Regions from separate parts of the Drosophila melanogaster genome. Here region 1 is linked to region 2. A link is a contact called in public Hi-C data. All regions are on one chromosome and are shown on one strand. Each heading gives the region's core, a stretch centred on a gene start, on an enhancer-like site or on the middle of the called end of the contact. The rest is flanking DNA. Distances are from core to core; before and after follow the strand shown. Region 1 holds the start of Cyt-b5-r (Cytochrome b5-related). Region 2 holds the start of Cyt-c-p (Cytochrome c proximal).

Region 1 (4,800 bases), core at 1,447-3,946, 71 kb after region 2:
GTGCGACGTCCGTTAGGCCACAATTCGACGGATTGGCCTTCCCACCAAGATTCGACCTTGCTCCTGAAAACGAATTCTAAATGCCATTTCATTTTTTAATTTATTTTAAATGATATTTCATAATGATTATGTTTATGATTTTAATTTAATTTCTTAATTTAAAAACAAAATAATAAAACTATAACAAAATAAATATCGAAAACGACGGGAGGCAAACCACCAACAACGCCAGATGCACTTAGGCAAAAAAATAAAATCATATAACAACAATCGATCACCATCGATTAGCATACATAATACATAAGTGATCAGTAACAGGCTATTGTGTAAGCGCGACATTTGCCATGGGGACACTGCTCGCTGGACCTGTATTTGTATTTGTATTTATATATTTTTATACAACTTTCGAAATGCATTCAACCAACTAACTATGAAAGAACCATCGACTCTCAACCGAACAACATGAGAATAATCGCGAAACGTGAGCCCCGTCAAAATGAAGGCCCCGCGGAGGTGTCCGCCGGTAAATGTCGCCCGCAGTTCGAATATTTTGCTCTATATGTACTCCCAATATTGTTTGTCATGCAGACCAGACAAGACTTACGGACGACACGAGCTACACACTGCGCTTATGTTTATGTTTAACTCTGACTCTATCTAACAATGATAGGGAGATAAGATCATCACTTGACACTAAATGAAAAGTATACAAAAAAGGAACAAAATAAATGTAAATCAATTTAACAAATGTGTATTATTTTCCGTGATCAAATCATTCGACTGGGACATATTCATTCATATTTACTGGCCATACGTGTTAAGAAATTGTCACAGGTCTTTTGTAAACTAATAAGATGTTGTGGATATATTTATTTACTTTTACTTAAGCCCCATACAAATTAAGTCCTACTTTCCCGCCCCAGGAGCCCTGGGATTGGGCTCGATGCGCAATAGTTGCTTGTGCTGGCCAATCATGTGCTCGATGTGGTTGCACTCGCGGAGATGACCCTTGAACTCATCGAGAGTCTGGTAAAGCACCGGATAGAGGGCGGGCAGGAGGCCATGATCCAGGGTCGGGAAGAGATGGTGGAGCACATGGTCACCAAAGTGGGTGAGCACCAGGAACTGCGACCACTTGAGATCACCGCGGTCGATAATCGTGTCCACCTGGAAGAGACCCCAGTCACGATCCTCACGATTGGCATCACCCTCGTGATAGATTTCCGGATCGTGATGCGCCGCATTCAGACCAATCAAGCAGAAGCTAAAGCTGGCTATCGACGTCATCGCGAGCCACTGGCGCACGCAGATCCAAATGCCTAAAGATCCCCCGGTTCCCAGGTATATGGCAATGGGTATAGTCAGTGGCAGTAGGTCGTGCCAGTAGAGGATGTTGGTGTGGCGCAGCGAATAGAAAATACTGCAATATCAATCAATCAAAAGATCACTGATTAGACTTTGTTTACGATCACCGCCTCGATCACACACTCACCGAGTGCCCATTTGTATGAAGAAGGCGAGGGCATAGGCCACCGGCTCCGTGACCCAGGACACATAACGCATCAACTTGCTCTTGATGTGCGGATTGGGCACCCAGCACAGCAAGGGTTCGAACATCGAGAGTTCCAGATCGAAATACGAATTCGGATAGATGTGGTGGGACAGAGCATGGGACACACGCCAGGCGGCAAAGTTCATCATGCCCAGATTAAAGGCGTACATCTGCCAGTTGTCCCGACGATGAAAGTAGTTGTGGGACACGATCACCGTCCAGCAGAGGGCCACACTCGCCAAGACCAAAGCCAAAAGGCTGTTGTATTTGGCACTGGCAATGCCCAACAGGTAGAGCGACACAACGAGACCCAGGTGAATGAGCTAAAAGAAATGTATATTAATATATTATAAATATAATGATAAATTTTAAAGTTATCATATTAATTAGGGTTTCAGCGTGCAAATAATTAAATAATATAATCACACAGGCCGCCGAATACAAGTGGGGGCATAATATTAGGGCTGCGACACGTGAAATGTAAGATTAGATGTTTTTAGTTAGTAATAAATTTATTTATGAGCCGGCAGGTTCAACTTCCTATCAATAAGTAACTGATAAGAATTACTTAACTGATATGAAATGAAATCTAAGGCACGCCCATTTTCAATAAGGTATTTTTTTTTGCAGATTAACACTCACATCACTCTTCTTTTTCGGCCGCTTGTCTATGGTCTTTAGTTGCTCGCGGACTCGCTCCTTTAGCGTCTTGTAGAATCCGCCCTCCTCCAAGGTCAGTGTGTAGATTCTGGGTTCAGCCGCATCCCTCACCTTGTATTTGGCGATCATCTTTTCGGGAGCCGTGGTCAGATGATGTGCCTCAAAGGCTTCGGTGATGTCGGTGCCCTTGGTCTCACGAATCCAGAAGGGACCGCCAGGATGCTTGTCAATGAACGAGGTGAAGTCATAGATGCCATCGTTGATGCGCCACAGTCCTTCGGCTCCATCGTCCTGCCGTTTACCCTTTTGCCAGCTGTGTGTGGTGATTAGGGCCGAATTTCGGTATGTTGGAAACTTGGTGGCAATGCCACTCTTTTTCCACTCCTCGATTACCATATTGCCGAGTCCTTTTGATCCTTGACGTCTGTGGCACAAACTTTACCGATCCGAGCACCTTTCCGCTGGGATTCCAACGACTAACTGAAAGGCACCGGCAGTGGTCCGTTTATTTTATGTGTAGCGCAAATCTCTTTTGATTATATAAACCGAAAATCGAGATTTCCAAACAAAACGTTTCCATTTTGATAAGGCGCCGGTGTTATCAGGAGAGCAGCGCAGCTGCCGCCTTTTAACTATTACGTCTATTTAATTCTCACATATTTTTAGCAGTATGTTCTAATCGCTAATTCATTTGGTGAAATCTCAAGCAGTGGGCATGTCTAAGCACCACATGGGCGGTTCGAGCAGACTTCGGCGACAATAGGTCAGTGCGGTGGCCATAACAATGTTATGGTATCGCGGCAGTTTGAGGCTTCGCTTGGCTGGCGTGGGTCTAGCCGAAAGCAATCAGCTTTTGAGATTGTTGGGGGTAGTCTTATCTCTAAGAGCTCCAATAAAATAAAATAATTTGATAGGAATAAATTCAGCGATTTACTAGGGTTTATTAGCATGGCTACACGTTGAGTTCACTTTTCTTTTGCTTGGTAAGCATAGGTAATCCTTGTACAACTTACTTAATATGAAGCTAAGGATATAAGTATAAGTATAAGTAAGTAATATAAGTGTAAGTATTTATACTTATACTTTTCTTTTAAACAAAGTTCTGACTTATGGGAAAATAATGCAATGCACACACTACTCTAGATCGCAATGCTGGCGCCCTTCAATGTAAGTATGCTTTGAATCTCATTTACATACTGTTACTTTTTCCTGATAAGAAGTGAGAGCCACTGAGAGGAAAGCTTTCAATCGGCGATACTCTCAGAGCTTTACTAATTGATCGAGCGAGTGCGATACGAAAACAAAAGCCGAGCGCCGCTCCAATAAAAGTTCAGTTGGCGCTACGTAAACAAACTTTGCGGTTAGTCTGCATCTGGGGTGTCCAGAACGACCGGTTCTTTCGTTAGGCACTAAGATGAACTTGGGAATCAAACGGCTAGTTATCAGCAACGATTAAGCACTAGCGTTCAAGGTACTTCTGGGGTTAAAATAAACTCCATTTATCAGTGTACATCGATTAACAAACAGTGCACAAAATGACGCCCAATGTTAAGGACGATGGTGACTGGAGAGTATCCGGAATATCCAGAAATTACCCGAGCTATCGCCAGCATCGACCGATTACCAGTGAAAGGTTTGCATCGAATATACCCATAAATTTCAAATTAATTAAATAAAACTACATATTTACATTTTCTCTTGCTCAGCTGGCTGGAGGGGAAAAATGTAGATGACGAGGCCGAAGGTCTTTGGCGAATTAACGATACGCTCTACGACTTAAGCGACTTTGCCGCTCGCCATCCGGGTGGTTCATCTTGGATTGAGTGCACCAGGGGAACGGATATCACCGAGCCCTTCGAGTCACATCATATCGAGGAGCGAGCTCGAGGAATGCTAAGCAAATTCGAGGTGCGAAAGGCTGCAAGGCCAAGGAACTACAAGTTCACTCTTGAAGAGAATGGTTTCTATATGACACTGAAGCGGAGAGTGCGTGAAAAGCTGAGAAAGATCGATTACTCTCCCACTAAGAAAACCGAGGTATTGTTGCGATCTTGACAAGTTACTAAAGTTCCGTCGAACGTAATATGCTTGTTCCCTATGATATACTTATTGTTCTACAATATAATCTTGCAGTTTCTCCATCTTGGCATCTTGGTGTCCGTCTTCCTCTTCAGTTGGGCAGGCACCGTTCTGGACTCATTGATCTTCAAGGGTCTAGCTGGATTGGCACTTTGCTGGGTGGCAACCTCAACCCACAATTATTTTCATCAACGGGACAGTTGGCGGATGTACACTTTCAATCTGACCATGATGAACTTCCGAAACTGGCGAATTTCTCACGCCCTATCACACCATGTTTATGCTAATTCTCTGCACGACCTGGAGATGTCCATGTTTGAGCCGTTCCTATGCTGGATTCCGGATAGTCATTATGCCAGTAAACCTCAACGATTGATCTCAGTGGTTATCAGCCCCGTGGTATATGTGGTCTTGTTCCAAGGGCAGTTTCTCATACGGTGAGTGGCCAAAATAGTTTTCTCTGTATTGTACTAATAGGTTGCATTATATTTTAGCCTGGTCCTTTCCCT
Region 2 (4,675 bases), core at 2,061-4,560:
AATGCAAAACCAACTAGCGGTGTTGTTGTTGTAGTTGGGGGGTTATGTAACTTTCGGGCATCCGCAAGCACAGAAAGCTGAAAGCGTTGAAGGGCAGTCAGCGACCTCGTTCTAGAAAAGAAGCCATCTCTTCAGCCCCTCCACGCACCACCCCTCAAAAGAAAGCCCCCCCCCAAAGAAGAAGAAGCAACAGCAGTGAAAAGCGCGTAGTATAAACACATGCTGTAACATAAACAGTGGTACTTGCTTAACTAAAGCAACTATGCTTGCACATATAATTATAATTAACTAAATGTATTTGCTACCATTATCTTTAATGTAAAGTTTTGACAATGTGTTTTTCCTTAAATATCCATATTAAGCTCACTAATATTTCATAAAAACTTTTCTTTAATCTAAATATTTGACATCATGTCATATAAGTATTACTGTGCAATCAAAAAGAAAGGGGAGCAAGAAAGAAATGTAGGTTTTCTGCCATGCAGGGCAGGGGCAAACCAGAAATGTCTGCTTTTTAGGTTGGGGAGGTGGTTCTTTATGGGTATAGCTTTCGAGGGGGTGTGGCCTGGCGGGAATCCCAAAGTCATGCCAAATTGCGCAACAGCCAAAGCGTTGTTCTTGGTAACCCGCTGACCGAGGATATTGACGCAGAAGTGGGTATGGAGTGGCAATAATAATAATTTCACTGGTCAAGTCTGAGGTACTCCAAGAAACCGTTATTAAATTATGTTAAGTGAACTTTCCATGGTTACAACAAAAAAAAACGAAAGAGAACAACAGTATAGTCGATTTCCATGACTATACACCCAGCTAGAGGTAGTGCTAGGAAGATTTTATAGTTTTTGGCATATCGATAGAATCTTTTTAAAAAAAAAAACGTTAAATCATAGTTTTTGGCGTGACACCTTTGCAGTCTTCTGAAAGAAAGCTGCGTATCGTACATACGGACAAATAGACGGACAGCAGACATTGTCAGATCGGCTGGTGATCCTAATTAAGAATATACTCTATAGGGTCGGAACCGTTTTTTCCCTCTTACATACTTTACGAAAGTAGCGGGTGGAGCTACATAAAACATTTTTCCCTTCCTCATTACATTTGAGCAGATGCCGCAATATGCTTTTTATTTTTGCATAACAATTTCCGCACCTTACAGGCAATTCAATATCTGCACCTCCTTTAGCACGCAGACTCCTTTGTGCCTTTGCACTCTTTTTGAACTCTATTTGTCCTGGACCATCCTCTCACCTTTTTATGGACTTCCGCAGCAATAGATCTAGTAAACAATATAGCCTCCCCACAACCTTTCCGCAGGCTATCTCTTTCCTACTACTACCCCATGTTCGGCCGAGCCCGTTCAAGCGTAATTTAATTTCTTGCACCATTTATTTATAGTGGTCCGGCAAAAGAACTCGGGCCAACAGGCAGGATAGTTTAGCCTGCGGGTAAATTATGGTTCCATTGCCAATTAGGTTAGGTCACAACCAGGATGTCCCATTGGGGATATATGTATGTATGTATGTAGATGGATGCACAGGGAGTACACCTAATACCAGTGCAGGGCTGCCAGGAAAATGTCATTGTTTGGATTTAGAATGTGACATTTACATACGTACGTAATATAAATATATAAATAATATCATTCTCTGAAAAATATCATAATGCACTCTTGTAAATTTAAAACAAATTTAATTTTAAGATAATTGGTTGAGATAAACATAGTTAATATTTTCAATTGATCCTTTAAATTTTAAATTGCAGGTGAATATCATCCCTGTGTGACCGTTGTATGCGGCATGGTTCCATGTCTCTTTCCCGTTATTCATTTCCCTCTGCTTTGTTTTTTTTTTTTTTGGTTTTGTTATGCGGTGGCATCTGTTTTTGCCACAGGAAAATGGTTGAGAGAGGGGAAGGCAGGGGGCGAAAGCGGAGAGTGCGTAAAATGCGTTTTAATTGAAAGGAAATGTTCAAAGCACATGTGCATCTGCTAGTCAACGAATTGGTTGGGAAAGGGGGTGGCAAGCCGAATGTGTCTGCTAATTGAATTACCTTTCGGTTGCTTTTCCCATTAGAAGTGCCGACAAGTTCTCGAGCTGCTTGTTTGCTTTTCATTTAATACCCATTTTGATTTAATTTTCGTTTTTCCTATTTTTCTGACCCAATTTTGTTTTGCTTTCGTGCATTAGCAGCTGTCTCTGTCTATCGCTGTGCAGCCAAGAGAGTGACCAAGAGAAACGCTCTCTCTCTCTCTCTCAGTTGTCCAGGACTTGCACTTTTCAAACGGTTTTTTAGGACACTGAAACAAATTGAATCTGTTTTTCTTTTCTATCAAATTTTTAGTTCTACACTTTTCTTTTTCATGATAGTTTCGGAATCAACCAATTTCTATTTGATCCAAATTAACAAAAAACAAATAACAAAAAATTAAAAAATATAGAAATAAAAGCTGCATAAAAAGTTGAATTCTAAATCATAAATATCATTTTTCCCTATTTGTCTTTCAGGCTTCCAAGATGGGTTCTGGTGATGCAGAGAACGGCAAGAAGATATTTGTGCAGAAGTGCGCCCAGTGCCACACCTACGAAGTGGGCGGCAAACACAAGGTGGGCCCAAATCTTGGCGGGGTCGTGGGTCGCAAGTGTGGCACAGCAGCGGGATACAAGTATACCGATGCCAATATAAAGAAGGGCGTTACCTGGACAGAGGGGAATTTGGACGAGTACCTCAAGGACCCGAAGAAATACATTCCCGGAACAAAGATGGTGTTCGCAGGTCTTAAAAAGGCTGAGGAGCGGGCCGATTTGATTGCCTTCCTCAAGTCAAACAAGTAGAATCGCCTGCGAAACAACAAGATCGGCCACCATGCTATCCAGAAAACTGCGCTTAAAGACTACAAACATATTCAAAAGATGACGTATTTCACTTGGATTTCGAAACTTTGATTGGGAATGGTCGAGCTCAAATACATTTCAAAAAGGTTTACTTTCACTTTAGCCAATTAAAGTTGATAAACCAAAAACCCTCTTCTTAATTCAAGTTGTGTGCGACGCGGGTGGAGGAAAGTGTTGTACCAATCAGCTTTGGTCACAGTTGGTTTTATGGTCCTACTAGCAAAATGTAATAAATTGGAGAAGCTTGTTAAATAATGCAAATTTTCCAGAGGCTTTCCAATATAGTCCCGTTAATAGGGGAAAAAATTACTTATACGCCGTGTGGTGGATAAATACGGGTACAAAAGCTTGCGACATTTTTTAATGCGTGGCCCCCGGTCACTCTGGTCACACTAATTACCTATCGACATAACGCGCGCTCGTCATTCGTGAAAAATCGGCGACGCTCGACGTTTGTGTTCAATGTAAGTAGTGGGTGGAATTTTTGTATTTTCAAGTGACGTAAATATTACCTTGAATAGTTATTGATTATCAAGCCCCAAGTCAGATAAAGATTAGAAACACTTCCGTGTCATTTACGTAACATCCAGCAGCTGTGTTTTGTTCTGAAAATGATTCGCATGCAAATTTAACGTATTCTTTGGGGGATGATTCAGGTTACATAAACGTGTCCTTGTGTGTGTGTGTATAAGTGTGATTTTTTATTAGATATTTAATAGTTTATTTAGCAAATATTAGCAGTGGTGTATTAATAGTAAAAATAGCATCCCAAAGTCACATTGCCATTGAAAAAAGCCCCGGAGAGAGTCGATTACATGAGCAAAGAGAGTGGCGTACCCGATCATCAGCTGTCTCGCTCGCTCAGTGGCAAAAATTAATTCTTGGATTTTTTGTCAATGCTTCAGCTTTGGAGTCTTTAAGCGCGCCACGTGGTTGCTAAGCAGGTTTTGCTTTCTGCGATGTGCAGTTTTCTATAATATAAATAAAAGAGAATTCACCTCTGCGAAAAGGCGGCTTATGTAACATTCGCTGCTCTCAGGAAACTTGGATGTTGGCCCAATTTTCACTCATCTCTTTGTTCTCACCACCTTGCTCACCCACACAAGGAAAAACACAGCTGCCTTTGGCCTGCTTCCAATTTTCCAATTGCACTTTCCCTTCATCTCACGCACACTCACGCACGGCAATTAACTGAAAAATACTCAACAAGGCCAAATCGGATGTTGACATTGTTGTTGCTTTGCCACCTCTCACTGCCAAAGTGCATGATACTCTACACAGAAAGAAGTGAAAAAAAGGTTGATATTAAATGCAAATTATGTGTAAAAGCGCACAAAATCAATAGTCTATATATATTAGGTTTGTTTTTATAGACAAATGCATATAAAATAAAATTAGTTTTCTAGAATTGAAAGAGCTTCAGCTAATCGAATTTCTCTCAGTCTATGTGCGTGATGTGTAGGTGAATTACTCACCGCAACGGTACTTTGCACTCTCAAGTTCAAATTGCTGCATGCAATTTATAATCCGGCAATTAGCAGGATGACCGTAACACAGACCCTGGAATAATAGAATAGTTATGTAAACAACTAACGTTTTTCGTATTATGATGCTTCCTGGAAGTTTTCCGCCTGTTGCTGAGCAGTTCTGACGCAATTAATCGGCGACTGGCAAATATAAGCGAGTGAGACACAAAGAGAGTGTGAGAAGGAGAGAAAGAGTGTGGGGGCAACATGTGACCAGCGTCTGAAGCTTTTTCAAAGTGTGTTTCTGATGACGTTGCG

The links. Hi-C and Micro-C count contacts between places; a contact is called where the count stands out from the background.
Region 1: a Hi-C map of the Kc167 cell line shows a contact between it and region 2, with 5 times the contacts expected there. The contact joins the promoter of Cyt-b5-r here to the promoter of Cyt-c-p in region 2. A contact is called at or near these places in 2 of 107 Hi-C or Micro-C datasets (the Kc167 cell line and the S2 cell line).

Annotation. Positions count from the first base shown.
Region 1 is chr2L:16,788,025-16,792,824 of dm6, forward strand. Cyt-b5-r (Cytochrome b5-related) reads right to left here and starts at 2,697. Exons shown (of 3, transcript NM_001273585.1): 1 at 2,195-2,697; 2 at 1,493-1,875; 3 at 750-1,420. The coding sequence starts at 2,608. The coding sequence ends at 907. It overlaps CG17928, which reads left to right and starts at 3,544. Exons shown (of 4, transcript NM_135966.4): 1 at 3,544-3,845; 2 at 3,919-4,249; 3 at 4,346-4,728; 4 at 4,786-4,800. The coding sequence starts at 3,748. It overlaps Mhc (Myosin heavy chain), which reads left to right. Exons shown (of 19, transcript NM_165190.4): 19 at 1-742.
Region 2 is chr2L:16,716,622-16,721,296 of dm6, forward strand. It overlaps Cyt-c-p (Cytochrome c proximal), which reads left to right and starts at 3,311. Exons shown (of 2, transcript NM_057828.4): 1 at 3,311-3,355. Cyt-c-d (Cytochrome c distal) reads left to right here. Exons shown (of 2, transcript NM_057816.5): 2 at 2,505-3,014. The coding sequence starts at 2,514. The coding sequence ends at 2,831.